2 separate regions of the Sus scrofa genome follow, and region 2 is linked to region 1. The links are chromatin contacts, called in public targeted proximity ligation maps. All regions are on one chromosome and are shown on one strand. The core of a region is the stretch at or near the end of the contact, and the rest is flanking DNA. Distances in the headings are between cores, read along the strand shown.

Region 1 (6,984 bases), core at 1,864-4,363:
AAGTTCTCTACCTTTAATCCCTTTATAGTAAATTTTTATGACTTTCTTCTTTCCTTCTCTGCTTTATTACTAAATAATACTAGTAAATTACACTAGTGGCTTCAATTACTCATAATTATTTCTAAATAGTAAAGTTTTTTTAATCATACCATGTTATTCATTGTTGTCTACTCTATTCCAAAGAAATAATGTTCATGATGAGTAATATCTCTCTCTTTTTTTTTTTTTTTTTAACATTTTCAAAGTAAGTTGAGAACCAAGGCCACTCTAGGCAAAACTGAAGCAGGAGTTATCTTTCCTTCCCCATGCAACACTTATATGTTCTGGAGTACAATACATTAATACAGACCTTTCTCAGGTCTCAAATCTTGAAGAACCCACTGTCTGCTAATCTATGGCTTATTTTTTTTGATAAACAAATGGCCGAAAAATTATATTGTAATGAGTTGCTGTTCTCTGGTAAACATATTTGAAGATATTTAAAGCACAGAGCCCATTTAAAACTCATGGTCATAAGTAGTGGTTCAAATAGTGGGAATTTTGTTTACTGTGACATACTGGTAGTCAAAATATACTACACAGTATGCTTCTACATACCCACAGTCTCCATTGGAATCACAGAATTTTAAAGCTGAAAGGGACTTGGAAATCCCTAGTCGGTTACTCTCATTTTAAAATAAGGAGGAGTTCCCGCTGTGGCACAGTGGGTTAATGATCTGATTCATCTCTGTGGCATGTTCCATCCCTGGCCCAGTGCAGTGGGTTAAGGATCCCTCGTTGCCATAGCTGTGGTGTAGGATGCAGATGTGGCTTGGCTTCAATCCCTGGCCCAGGAGCTTCCATATGTTGCAGGTGTGGCTGACAAAGGAAAAAATATATATATGTGTGAGTTTATATATATATATATATGTTTATGTATATTTATATATATAAAGGAAACTGAGGCCTGGAGAGGTAAAGACAAATAAGTAAGCAAACAAACTCAATTTATCCAGAGTCATGAATCAAACCAGCAGCAAAATAGCAGGACCAAGCTATGTGAGAATAAAATTCAGGTCTTTTGATGTGTAAGCCACAGTTTTTAGCAATTTTAATAATTATCACTTGCCTATTGTTTTAATTTAATTGCTGATTAATAACTGATGTCGAAGATAGTTAATGGGTCTCATTATGTGAAGAAAAAAAAATCCTGGATATTAGTTATGAACCAATCACATATTAACAATTTTCTCTCAAGTTATATCAAAGAGAAAGAAATTTTCATTCTCTAAGATAGAAAGACTACATTTCCAGGTAAAGTAACTGATCTAAAGTTGTATAAATATCAGAGGTTTAACTGGGATTGACACTCAGATTATTGGCCTTCTCCTTGAAGTCTTTGTCTTGAAACCCAGAACTTCTTCGTTGGGCTCTTATTTCATTCTACATTTCCATTTGTAAGTTTTAAACTAGTAAGTTAATCCATACGCAAATTTTTATGAATGTCCCAAGGTAACTGCCAAATGAAATTCAAAGAAGCAGGGTCTCTGCCATCAAGAAGTTTTCATTTGGCTGCAAAGAGTCTCAGGAGGCATGTTCCATCCAGTTAGATGAAACATCTAAGATAGTTAGGTGACCATATTATTTGTAAATTTCCAGAGATGGTTTTAGGCTTATGATCTTGACCTGTAAACCTTGGAGCAAAAATAGTAACAGTAAAATTAACAAATAAGGGCAAAGCTGTAGACTCAAGGGTCTAGATGCTCATAGACTTTCTGTCGGGCATTTTCACTCTTATCAAACCACATATGAATGATGCTGACCTTTTTAGTAATTTGATTCTGACAATGGCACAGCAATGACAGAGCTCAAAGGCTGACAACCTAATATGGGCAAGCCAGAGAAGTAATTACTGCTTTAAATCAAAGAACAGTTTGTGCCCTATAGTAGGAAAATTCTATATTAAACAGAAAGTCCTCTATCCTCCATACCATATGGCATTAACCATCTTCCTATGGGTTTACTTCCCTGAACTTGGAAAAAGAGTCTGCCCATTTGGGCCTCTGGATATAAAAGGTGTGCTGGTGACCATTTCATTTTGCCATTGAGTCTTAGGTTTGGAAGAGTCCTTACCAATTATCTCCTCTAGCTTCCTACCCCAAATAGTATTAACTTTGAAAAATGGACTGCTTAGATGCTTTCAGTAATGGGAACTCAGCCCCTGCAAGGACCCCATATATCTATCCTCTCAGGCAGGGCATTCAAAATAACTTTGGGCAAGCGGATCTAGGAATCATTGTCTTCTCTTTAGTTCTTTCCTCCTCATTCTCTTCATATTCTTCCTCTAATTTGCAATGATTTCTGAGTATCCATTGAGCTTCCAAGATATTGATTCACAACTAAATGAAGGACCATATGAAAATGTGTTTTCGCAGCATATCCAGCCATACTTTTGGATAAGAAGGGGAAGAGCATTAAAGAAATTTTTGCTTAAAAAGTAAACTCAGTTTGTAAAGGGCTAATTGAATTCTCTGTCTAGCCATTCCCTATTTCCCCATGGCACTGTACTTTTCCTGGAAAAATTTCATCAGGCTGGAAAATTTAGCTTTTGGTTTGTTACCAGATTCATTTCCTGTCTCTCATGTGTTTTATCAGAGTTAGCTTTTAAACAAGGAGAGAGACCTACTTTCTCACACTGAGAGCCAAGATTTTAAACCTTTTTAAAAAATTACTGACTTGCCTAATGATCAAGTTCACTTCTTGAACATTGCCCTGGGCTGTTCTAAACCATCCAATTTATTGTAATTATGGATGGTACATCCACAGGGCAAAGACTTAATGCAGGCTTATTGTCCATATTTACTGAGCTTCCTAATTTTTGGAGCATAGCTAATGGTTAATTCCTATAGAGCCACCACTAACCCATATATCTATCACTTTTGCTCATTGGCAAAATATCCCATCTTTGAGGAGATGCAACTCAAAGTTGTACAACTTGGCTAGCAGAAGAAGACTTTGTGAGAAGCAAAAAGTCATCCCTTCCTCTGTAAAGATGTTGCCCTATGCCAGGTCTGTGCTTTGCCTTGCGTAATAAGTACAGAGTATACTGTAACAAACAAGCTAAAAATTACCAGTGGTGTATTACCATAAAACTTTGCCTCCAGTTCACACTAAAGTTACACATCAGCCTCCCACAGACAAGTAGGGGAAGAAGAGAGAGGGTGGAGAAGGCCGACATGTTTCTTAACCTCCTTTGCCTAGAGATAACACACATCACTTCTGTTTATGTTCCATTAATGCGAACCAGTCATTTGGACCCCCTAGGTGAAAGGGGGAGAAGGAGTTGGAAAGTATGGTTCATAGCTGGGCAGCCACATTTAAGATTCAAGATTTCTATGCCTGATAATTTGATACAATGCATTTTGAACAAGTCAAGGAATCTGTGCAGCCTCCATGCATGTGAGGATCCCATGATGCTCCTATTGATCAACTGTGGAGACTTAGCTCCAATGGCTTTTCAGATACCAACTGCTTCAGGCAGAGAAGTCATGTGAATATGGACTAGGAAGTCAATTAGGACTTGATTTTAAAATCTAAGAAAGTGTTTAGCCACCCATTGCCTTGGTTTTCTATCTATAAAATACTTTAAAAGTGATTAAAAAAAATTTCCCGTTAAGAATAATGAATGAAATGACTTGTTTGTCTCTGTTCCTTTCTGAAATCCCAGTGAAATGGTTTATTTATTTTATACGTGTAAAAATGTTATAATTTGTAAACCTGTAAGGACAATGGCAGAAGATTAATAACATCTACATAATTTCATATGACAGTGGACTCACGATGATAAGTGATTTGAAGCAACAAAGCTAGTAAAACCTTCCAAATTAGGGTGGCAGTGAGGAAAGCCAACAGCAAGCAAACTGACTTATACAATAAAACTATATAGAGGCTCAGGATTAGAAATACCAGCCACTTTTGTCAAAAAGAGTTTAGGGTGGAATTGAAAATAGGATTGACTGCAAACATCCTGGGAGCCAAGGAGGTGTGTGATGCCACACAAAATGTGGTGCTTAGAGGACAGTTTGCAAACGAAAGGGTAAGACACCCCTGCCTGGTTCCCAGACTTCAAGAAGTTAGGATTATTTTCTCTCTTCTCTGGAAAAACTTCTGGGCAAAAGAAAAGGTGTATATATACTGCTATTACTGCTATACTGCTATTAGGAGGGAATTAGTTTCTTACTGCTCCTGAAACAAACTACCACAAACTTATCAGTGTAAAATAATAAAAAAATATTCTTACAAATCTAGAGGATAGAAATCCAAAATGAGTATCACTGAGCTAAACTCAAGGTGTTGACTTTTAGGGGGTTCAGGAGGGTATTATATTTCTTTGCTCTTCCTGTTTCTAGAGGCTTGCCACTTTCCTCACTTTGTGTCCCTCTTCTTCCATTTCCAAAGCCAGCAATGGCAGACCAAGTCCTTCTCATGCTGCGTCTGTCTGGTTCTCTCTTCCAATTTCCTCCTTCCACTTTTAAGGACCCTTGTGATTATATTTAGATTTCTATGTGGTCATGCCCAAATTGACAGAAAAAGAAAACTTTCATCAGAACTTCATAAAGTTCTCTATCATTAAGTTCTGATACTTTTAATTTGCTTTACAAATATTAATTAATTTTTAACTCATGTCAAAATAATACATGTACTCCGTCTAAAAATTCAGGTAATCCAGGATAATTTCCCTCTCTCTTTTTTTCTGTAATAGTGGATTTATTCTTAAGGAAAACTTCTCATAGCTTCAGAGGAATGGTACCTGTATTCGATAACTAAATTTGAGCCGTATCTTCCAAACTCTTTTCAAATGGATAGAAATCTTTGCTATTATAGATGCTAATATGAAGCGTTTATACTAGAAGAAAAAACTTGAAGTAACCATAAAGTTATATTTGTCTATGTAGCATAAGCCTCTTTACCAAAGTTGTTCTGTGGTAACACATTTTAATGTATTTGATAGCTTCGTGTTTAATCTTTGTGATGATTGAAGAAGACATCTGCTAATGTGGGGAAACGTTTTACTTTAAGGTAAACCGAATCCTTTATTCCATCTACAAACTTAATTCCTCTTTGCTTGTAATATAGTATAGTCACAGGTTCAGGATTAGGACATAGCTAACTTTGGGAGCTAATGGATCTCACGGAGAAGCATTTGTGTGCCAGTCTGACCACCTTGTGAGTGAGGTTCACTGGCTCAGAAGATCAACCTGTGCAGAAAAACTCCAGTTAGCTCTTTAGAGCCTCACTATTATGTATGAACTCACAGACAAGGATCACCAGCTACCAGAAGACTATTCAGAAGTGAGAGGGACACATACATGTATACAAACATGGATCCACATACCACACCGTATCCCACCCACCCACACCTATGCTTACATCCTCCTCACCCCACACCTGGTCCTATTGCACACACAACAGGGTGTCCATGAGGCACATCAGGCCATTTTAGAAGGAGTAGAGCTCTCTCCCTCTTTTTCCCTAGAGTGAGAATGGAAGAAAGGCCAGATCCACTTATTTAAGAACAGGTAAAGCTGAGCACCCATCGGCCTAGGCATCTGAGTCCTGTGCTCCTGGCCAGATAGAATAAAGTTTCTTGGAAGTCTATGAAAGGAATTTTCTGGCACTAGGTGAAGAAGTCTGGGGTGGAGTTGGAATACCCTGGTCCGGTTGGGTACTGACAAAGGGCACAAGTCAGAAAAAACTGGGTTGTTAGGTAACATAAGTGTGACTGGAGGAACAAGATCACATATACGTATATATTTCATCCTGTTTCTCTCCCACTCTTCCCCTTCATTCTTTTCTGCTTCCCAAATTTGTTATTTCTCTCTTCCCTCTGTGTAACCCTTTCCCTCACCCCTTTTTCCTCCAGTCTTCCCTGCATAATTTTCTTTCTCTCTGTTTGTGACTTAAAGTCTCCATATGATGATGATATACAGTTGTTTTATAAATAAATGTATACCAAAGTCAATGTACCATCCTCTTGGTTTTCCTGAAAATTTGTCTGATAGAATATTATCATTGCTGGCATTCTATTTGTTGTGCCTTCCCAAGATTCCCAAGGAATATAGAAAACTTGGGAAAGACTTTTAGCAAATGTAAGAAACTGCTTTCTTTTCATAATAGCCTTTCATCAGATATACTCTGAGAAATTGTGCAATGGAAGAGGTGGACGTTTTGTTATCTGCAATCAATAAACTTAATTAAAACTTTCCAAATACTCCTCATTTTTGCCCTAGGATAACATAATCTCTTGGTTGTAGACATTTTGGCAGTTATGGTGGCATCAATGAATACTAAACACGAGTGGAGAGGTTAGGTTAGCTCAGAACATTCTGCTCCCGTGTTGATGATTCATACCTTAACGCCTGCCAAGAGGAAAGCTTTGATCTCTGGTTTCCAAGCTAACCATGTACTAGAATCATCAACAGAAGCCCAAAAGGCAAAGGGAGAAGGATCACAATTTACGATTTCTCTTAAAAATGAAAGTAAGAAAATTATGTTTCGCAAATATATAGATTTAGATATCTACATGATCATGCCCAACTTGATACTGAAGAAAATAAACTTTCATCAAAACTTCTTAAAAATCTCTGCCATTAACTTCTTATGCATTTAATTTGCTTCACAATTTTTAATTAATTTTTCACTCGTGTCAAAATAATACACATACACAATCTAAGCATTCAAAGAAGACTACAGAGTTTATAATGAAAAACAGTATCTCTCAGTTCCACCTTGTCCCATTCCTGATTTCTATTCCAATTATGGAACTATTTAATTCTTTTAGCTCATTCTTCGGTTATTTACCTCCATCTTGCTCAATAAATATTTGCATTGCTATTTCTTGATCTTTCAATTTTACTTGGTTGATGTCTTACAATAGAAAATGAGGATTTAATTTTCTTACTCTCTGTCCCCTTTGCGCATGTACATGTCCCCTCCTCCTTTATT
Region 2 (6,984 bases), core at 1,137-3,636, 160 kb after region 1:
ATTTCATTCTCTGCTTGGCAGAGAAATTAGCTATGCTCTCTGGAGGCACCATAACCCATAAACCCATAAATCAGAGCCCGGCTCTGGTGAATCAGTTTGGGATGTCGGACAGGGAGGCAACACCTATAGCTCATCCATCGATCTTCCTTTCATCCCATGCTCCCTTCTCCTCACTGAGTCTTTAAGACAACTTGGCTTGGCTTTCATCAGGAACCTGATCCCCTGTTTGCTCTCCCTATAAGGTCATGTCTTCTTAGCTTGGTCACAGCTTGTGGAAATGTCAGATCCTTAACCCCCTGAGCAAACCAGGGATCAAACCCACATCCCCACAGAGAAAATGTCAGATCCTTAACCCACCGAGCCACAGAGGAACTCCATCATTTCGTTTTAAATTGTTTTCAGGAATCCTGTGCATGCTGTTTGGCCAAACGTGTGTGTTTTTGCAAGTTCCTATGAAGTAAACATGGCCTCAATTCAGAAATAAATCTCATCTTGGAGAGTGATATGGGTGATCCTTAGGCAGGCTGAAGAGGAAAAATTGAGGGAAGGGAAAATTTCCCAGAGGCCCTCAATCAGAAATTCATCATCTATTTCATCATAGTCATTCTCTTCTGTATGCTCTGTATAGTATGTTCTTATATCAAGAATAGGTGAGGTATTTGTGACATTTATGACAACTAGAAGCTGTAGAGACAGGGACTAAAGAAAGAGAGGTTGTGGGAAGCAAAAAGTCTCATTTTCTTAAATGCTTCAGCTGAATTTGTTGAATGGTTTGGCTCCTCCTATAGGATAGCATGTGACATTAGGAGCACACACTTGGAAGGTACCATTCTGTTAACATTCTGGTCCTTCATTTTCCCAGCATTATGCACTATCATGTAAGAGCACACAGTCATGGGCCTTCCTATACCAGAAACTTATTCCTGGCCTTCCTTAACCCTTGCAAATAAACTGGAATATCTGGAAGTACTTTTTTTTTTCAAACTCAAAAAATGAACTACATCAAACCCAAGTGGGAAATTGAACTGAAAAACGTCCAATGTCTCCTTCCCACTCTGAAATACCATTCATTGTCCTTCCTGCAAGACTACAAGCCATTCATGTAAGTTGGCACTAACCTTATCTCACATATGACCTATAAAAACTTTAGCCCTCTTTGATTAGATAGAAAAAGAACTGCTGAATCTGGGACATAGGATAAAAGATGCGTTTGTCACTCTGGAAACAGTCAGACCACCCAGAATAGTGATTCTCACCTGTTTATTCTAGGAAAAATGTCAGCAAAGTGCGTGTCTGTTGGGGCGGCGGCGGGGGGAGGTGGCTGGTAGGCATATCAGATGGAAAGAGCAGGGGGGAGAAAGAGAGAGAAGATAAAATTCTTCATTTTATGTTGTATTATATTGCACTTACAGAAAATACGAGCAACACAGAGCTGAATTTCATATTCCAGAACCCTCATTCATTACAGTCAGACAAACTGGTAGTAATTGGGCAGCTGGCAATTATACTATAGCACCATCTAGCTCTCACTACCAGAGCCTGACATCCTAAATCCAAGCCTGGCTGAGAACTTTAGGGCTAGTTACTTGATGATGAAAGCAAGCAAAATCCCAAAGCAAGTTTATGTTTAATAGTAACATATTAAATTATTTTTTTCTCTATTCCAAACTAGTTTTCCACTGAAAATATCAAGACTTAGATTTTACCTGCTGCACATAATTTAAATGTTACCCTGGTTTGTTTGTGCTCATCAAAATTCCACAGAGTTTGCCTTGATTACCCACTATCTTCTTTGGAAAGCTATCAGTAAGGCAGTATCACAGACATAGAGCTAAAGTCAACAGATTACTGATTTTGCAAATTCCCAGGACATTAGCAAAAATTTCTAGTGGGAAAAATTGATAACATTTTATTTTAATTCACTTATATTGAAAATTATTTACTAAAGTAACCAATTGTGGTGAATTGTGCCTGCTCACCATCACTAGAGGTGGCTAGTGAGGAGGGAGGACACTAAATGTCAAAGGGACCAGAATTGGATTTCTTCCCTCTAATAAACAGTGTCATGGTGGAAACAGCATGGCCTTTGACTTTACAGACTAGGATTCGAATATTCAAACAGGCTCTTTCTAGATGTTTGAGGAGATTGACCTCCCTGAGCTATTCAGGGTTATTGCAAAAAACAGTGGCGATAACATCTATAGAATATCTAAAACTCTTTTTTGGAAAGTAGTTCTTTAGAATTCTATGTAAATACTGCTAAAACATCAAAGAGGAACATAACGGTGTGCTGGCATCTTTATGAACGTCATTAGACAGTACATATTTAGATCCTTGGTAATCTGGTGGTGATTTGCGTTGGTGATTTAAAAGGGTCTAAAGGTTCTCTATCACATTACCTTTCTTCTGCGTCAGCCGGCTTCCAAAAATAGGGACAGTGCATCCTCTAGCAGGAATAGATGTCTGAAATAGCTGTTAAGCTGTTTGATTGTCAAAGTTATAAGTATGAGGTAAATTAACCTGAAATAGAGGTAATAGTAGAGAAGAATCAAAATGTGTGACTTTATTCAGCGATGGAGACTGTGCTTGTGTACAGGATTCCTTCTGGCTTTCGGGGGGACAATTCTCTAGGGAAATAAGCAACAGACCCGCTGCATCTAGAAGCCCAAGTTTCCCACTCAGACTTTCCATTTACTAACTGTGTGGATAGAAACAAATCTACCCTCTCAGAGGCTTAATTATCTTGTCTGTGAAACAGAGATTATATTTTTACTACCTCTCAAGGCTTGTTGTAAAAACAAGAGATAATATAGCTGACAGTCCTTTGCAAATCATAAAGTTTCAGGCAAATGTTGTTCCTCTTCTCAGTGATCAATTCACTCCTATGCAGCGATGGCTGAAGCCAAAACCCAGCAGCTTCTCTGAGCCTGTCTCTCATCCAATTGCCCACTTCCTCTATCCATCAGCAAGTCCATTCACCTCTACTCCCTAAAGCACCCTGCATCTTCTTTCCATCTCTGCTGGTATCCCATCCCCATGAGAGGCACTATATCTCTTATCCCAGCTACCCAAGAGCCTCCTTTCTGAGTCCCTGTTCACACACTGACCTCACTAAGAATCATTCCCAAAAAAAGACCTTTAAAAAGGTCAGAGTGACCTTTTTAAACATAAATCAAGAGGCTACCAAACATTACATACCTCTTTATGGAAGTATTTGATGACCTTATCATATATTTTTTTTTCTTTTTAGTCCACACCTACAGCACATGGAAGTTCCTAGGCCAGGGGTGGAATCAGAGCTGCAGCTGCCGGCCTCCACCACAGTCACAGCAATGCCAGATCCTAGCCCCATCTGTGACCTACACCACAGCTCACAGCAACACCAGATCTTTAACCCACTGGGTAAGGGGAGACCAGGGATCAAACCTACATCCTCACAGACACTATGTCAGGTTCTTAACCCACTGAGCCACAACGGGAACTCCTTGTGAAATATTCTTGATAAATAAACCTGAACATGCTCAGCTCTGCCCACTTCTCCATTGGTACCCAATTCCTCAATACCCCCACCTACTGAGCTCCAGACTCCCTGGCCTTAACCAAGGGAACTCCTCATTGACTCATTTTAACTCCTGTTAACACTCTAACTATTTTCAATTGTTTATCATTCTGTCTCTTCCCAGTAGAATATAAGCTTTATAAGGGGGGGGGGATTTTCTATTGTTTCTCTTTTTTTCCACTGTATCTCAAGCTCCTTGAATAATGGCTTTCACATAAGAGCTTTCGATAAATATTTGTTAAATAAATGAATTCATTAGTCTGATGAGTCTAATTCTGCTCTGCCACTAACTAGGAGTGTGACCTTGGGAAAGAAAGTCACTTAACCTCTTCAGAGCTCTTTTTTTTTTTTAAACATGTAGTTTGGGGATCATAATTGTATCTACCTACATGTGCATTGTGACAATTCAATGAGATAAGATGTGAAGTATTTGGTACATTTTCAGTCATATAACAAGTGATAAATATTATTGCTATCATTGTTTAAGGATGACATCATCAGAAGCCGCTTTGGGTTTGTTTCAGAATAGACTGCAAGCTAAGGGGAAAAGAAAACAAAAGAGGGAAAAAATGAAAAATAAATAGCAGAAACATTTCCAGGGGTAGGAATTAGGGAATTATTGGTAACTCTGGGCCCAGCTGCCCTGGATTTAACTTTGCACTTCCTGGTCTGTGACGAAACCTCTCAGCTCTCCCACTCCTCGTTCGAAAATCTTTCCTCACTGACAAGCCTCCTTTCCAGGAGTAGGAATCAGATCTTCACCAACAAATCTTCTCATTCCCAAATGCCTTCTGCATTTTGCCCAAACTTCTTTTCATGCCATGACTCCAGGACCTGGATCCCTAAATGTCAAAGACATATATCAAACCAACAATTCATTCAGGTATGTACACCTTAGTTCTTTAGAAATCAGGCTAGGTAAAGTTGTTGTTCTTCCTTGTTAATGTCTTTACATGCTAGAAACAAGAGAAGAAAGGAAGGGAGAAAGGAAGTTTAGAAGATGCTGATTGAGGATAGAGCCTGCTTTATGTGTAAGGGTGTTTTGGGGGTTTTTTTTTGCAATCTTTCATACAATTTTATTTTTCCCCTTAATCATTATAATATGATACCCAAATTTTGTCATAACTGGAGTGTCTGTAAAAACAGGTTTATCCAGCACACCTACAGGAACAGTGAATTCTGCTTCTTGAAATGATCGCACTATGAACACTCTGGTCATCCAACCCCAGTTGTCCCCTTGCCTGGATTTATCTTCACCATATTGTGTGTTCACATCATTGAATTTCATTCCAGACTTTAAATTTTCCATGGCTTCCAAGAGTTATCCACATTTTTACACAGATGTGGTTGTTCAGGTATGTGTATGCGTGTGTACCAGAGACAGAGAGAGAGAGAGAAATGACAAGGGAAAACACTTGCATGGGCAGTGGTTGTAACTGGAGAGGACACCTGTGCCATCTCTTGCTTTAAGGACTACATCAGGGGCTCAAATCTTCCTCCATCTGTTCAGAATGAGGTTGGAACCCAAAGCAGCAGACTGTGGGGAAACAGCAGCTCTACACCACCGTTGGGATGGGGCAGACACAGGACTAGCTAAATTTGTCCATTCCTTGGCTGAAGCATTGGCCTCAGTTAGGTGTATACACAGCACAGGGCTGGGAAAGGGGGTGGCAGGGAGGGTTTGGCCAACTGAAAGGCATTCAAGTGACTAACGTGGGAACAGAGACTATCTCTGCCATGCTGAATGATCTACTTTGACCCTCATTATTTGAAGGTCCCAAATAGGAGATGGGACTGTCCGTCTTTCCCAAAACTGGAGGATTGAGAGAGTAGACACACAGCCCCATTATAACAGAGCTTCAAAGCAATTCAAAGAAACGATGGTTCTTGCTGCTAAGCACTGATAAATAGCAGGTCAGGTGAACAGACTTACCTGAACCTAGAGAATAGGCAGTTGTGAGAAGAGGTGGGTCTTGGTCATTAGCATGCAAGTAGCTGCAACAAACTGCCCTGGCACAGGCTTCAGGAACATTGAGCGCCACCTGGGTGGGGCCGGGGGGTGGGGGGGGAGTTCACAGGTCACTCCCCATGGAGAACACAGGAGATGCAGGACATGGCTAAGAACAGTCTCAGTTTCCTCCACTGTGGATCTCACATTAAAACCCAGACAGACTACAAACACATTTTGAGTGTTTTTTTCCTGACAGGGAGGGGTTGGGTCAGCTTCTTTGCCTCCCACTTGCCAAACATTTGTCCAACAGAGTCTCCTGCTTGCTTTCTCTGACAGAGCAGTATGCTAGATACACAGGAAAGGGGCACCCAGGAAAGAGGAGGCACAAGGACCTAACAAAATCTTGTTACCACCTTCAGATGACTGGAAAGTAAATGTCCTTAGGGAACAGTACACAATGCTCCAGATATCATACTTTTCAAAACTGAAAATAGCAAGGGCCAGGGAGTTCCCTATGTGGCGCAGCAGTTTACAAACCAGACAAGGATCCATTAGAATGTGGGTTCTATCCCTGGCCTCACTCATTGGGTTAAGGATCCAGTGTTGCCATGAGCTGTGGTGCAGGTCGAAGATGCTCAAATCCCACATTGCTGCAGCTGCAGGGTAGGCCAGCAGCTGTAGCTCTGATTCAATCACTAGCCTGGGAACTTCCATATGAAAAACAAGTAAGAAAGAAAATAATAAGGCCCAGAAGAACATCCTGTTGTTGTAGCACTCTGAGGTTGCAAAGTAATTTTAAGCATCAGAGCCCAAACCATATAGCCGGCTTCTCCTGGCTCCATTCTAGCTCCCACAAACAGAAAACAGCAGTTATCTCCAATGTACCTGAACAAAAAGGTAGGGAAAATAAGACAAAGAGAAGAAGCTTAGAAGCCCTGAGGCCCTCCTCTGCCAGGACAGGAGTCCCACCAACCAATCTGTAGGTGCCCGTCCCATTTCTGTTTAAACACACCTGGTGATGGGAGTTTGCCTCAGGAAGCCCACTGGAATATTGGCAGCAATCCTGATAGAATGATTTCTCATACTGTGCCAACATCTGTCCCCTGCAACTGCCGCAAACATGGCAAGCGTCCCTTTCTCAGCCTTCAGAGCAATGAATAATTACTCTTGCTCTTCTATACTATGGCCCCTCAAATATTTGGATATGAGTATTAGCCTGCATGAATGCATCCTCAGCCAGTGTAGCCTCTCCTTCAATCAGTCCACATGTGATGGGCCTTTTAACCCTCAGCATCTTAACTGCCTTGATTTTCCCAGGTCAGCACAGCCCCTGGGCATCAGCCTGAGGCAAGAAGGGACCACTGTCCTCCTTCTTGCACCTGACAGGCAACAAGTCTGAACTCACCGATGAGAGCTGGGAGAAAGGAAACCGACCCCTCTGTCAAGTAGTGTAATTTCTAAGCCTGGTATAGAA

Evidence for each region.
Region 2: a contact with region 1 is called in a targeted proximity ligation map of skeletal muscle. A contact is called at or near these places in 3 of 47 Hi-C or Micro-C datasets (psoas muscle and skeletal muscle) and 1 of 2 datasets of targeted methods (skeletal muscle).

The regions. Positions count from the first base shown.
Region 1 is chr4:82,198,053-82,205,036 of Sscrofa11.1, forward strand. It overlaps the pseudogene LOC106510108. Among named protein-coding and RNA genes, the nearest start is that of DPT, 86 kb to the right of the region's middle.
Region 2 is chr4:82,360,800-82,367,783 of Sscrofa11.1, forward strand. It overlaps LOC106510102, which reads right to left. Exons shown (of 9, transcript XR_002343354.1): 2 at 2,400-2,520; 3 at 1,257-1,321. Among named protein-coding and RNA genes, the nearest start is that of XCL1, 72 kb to the right of the region's middle.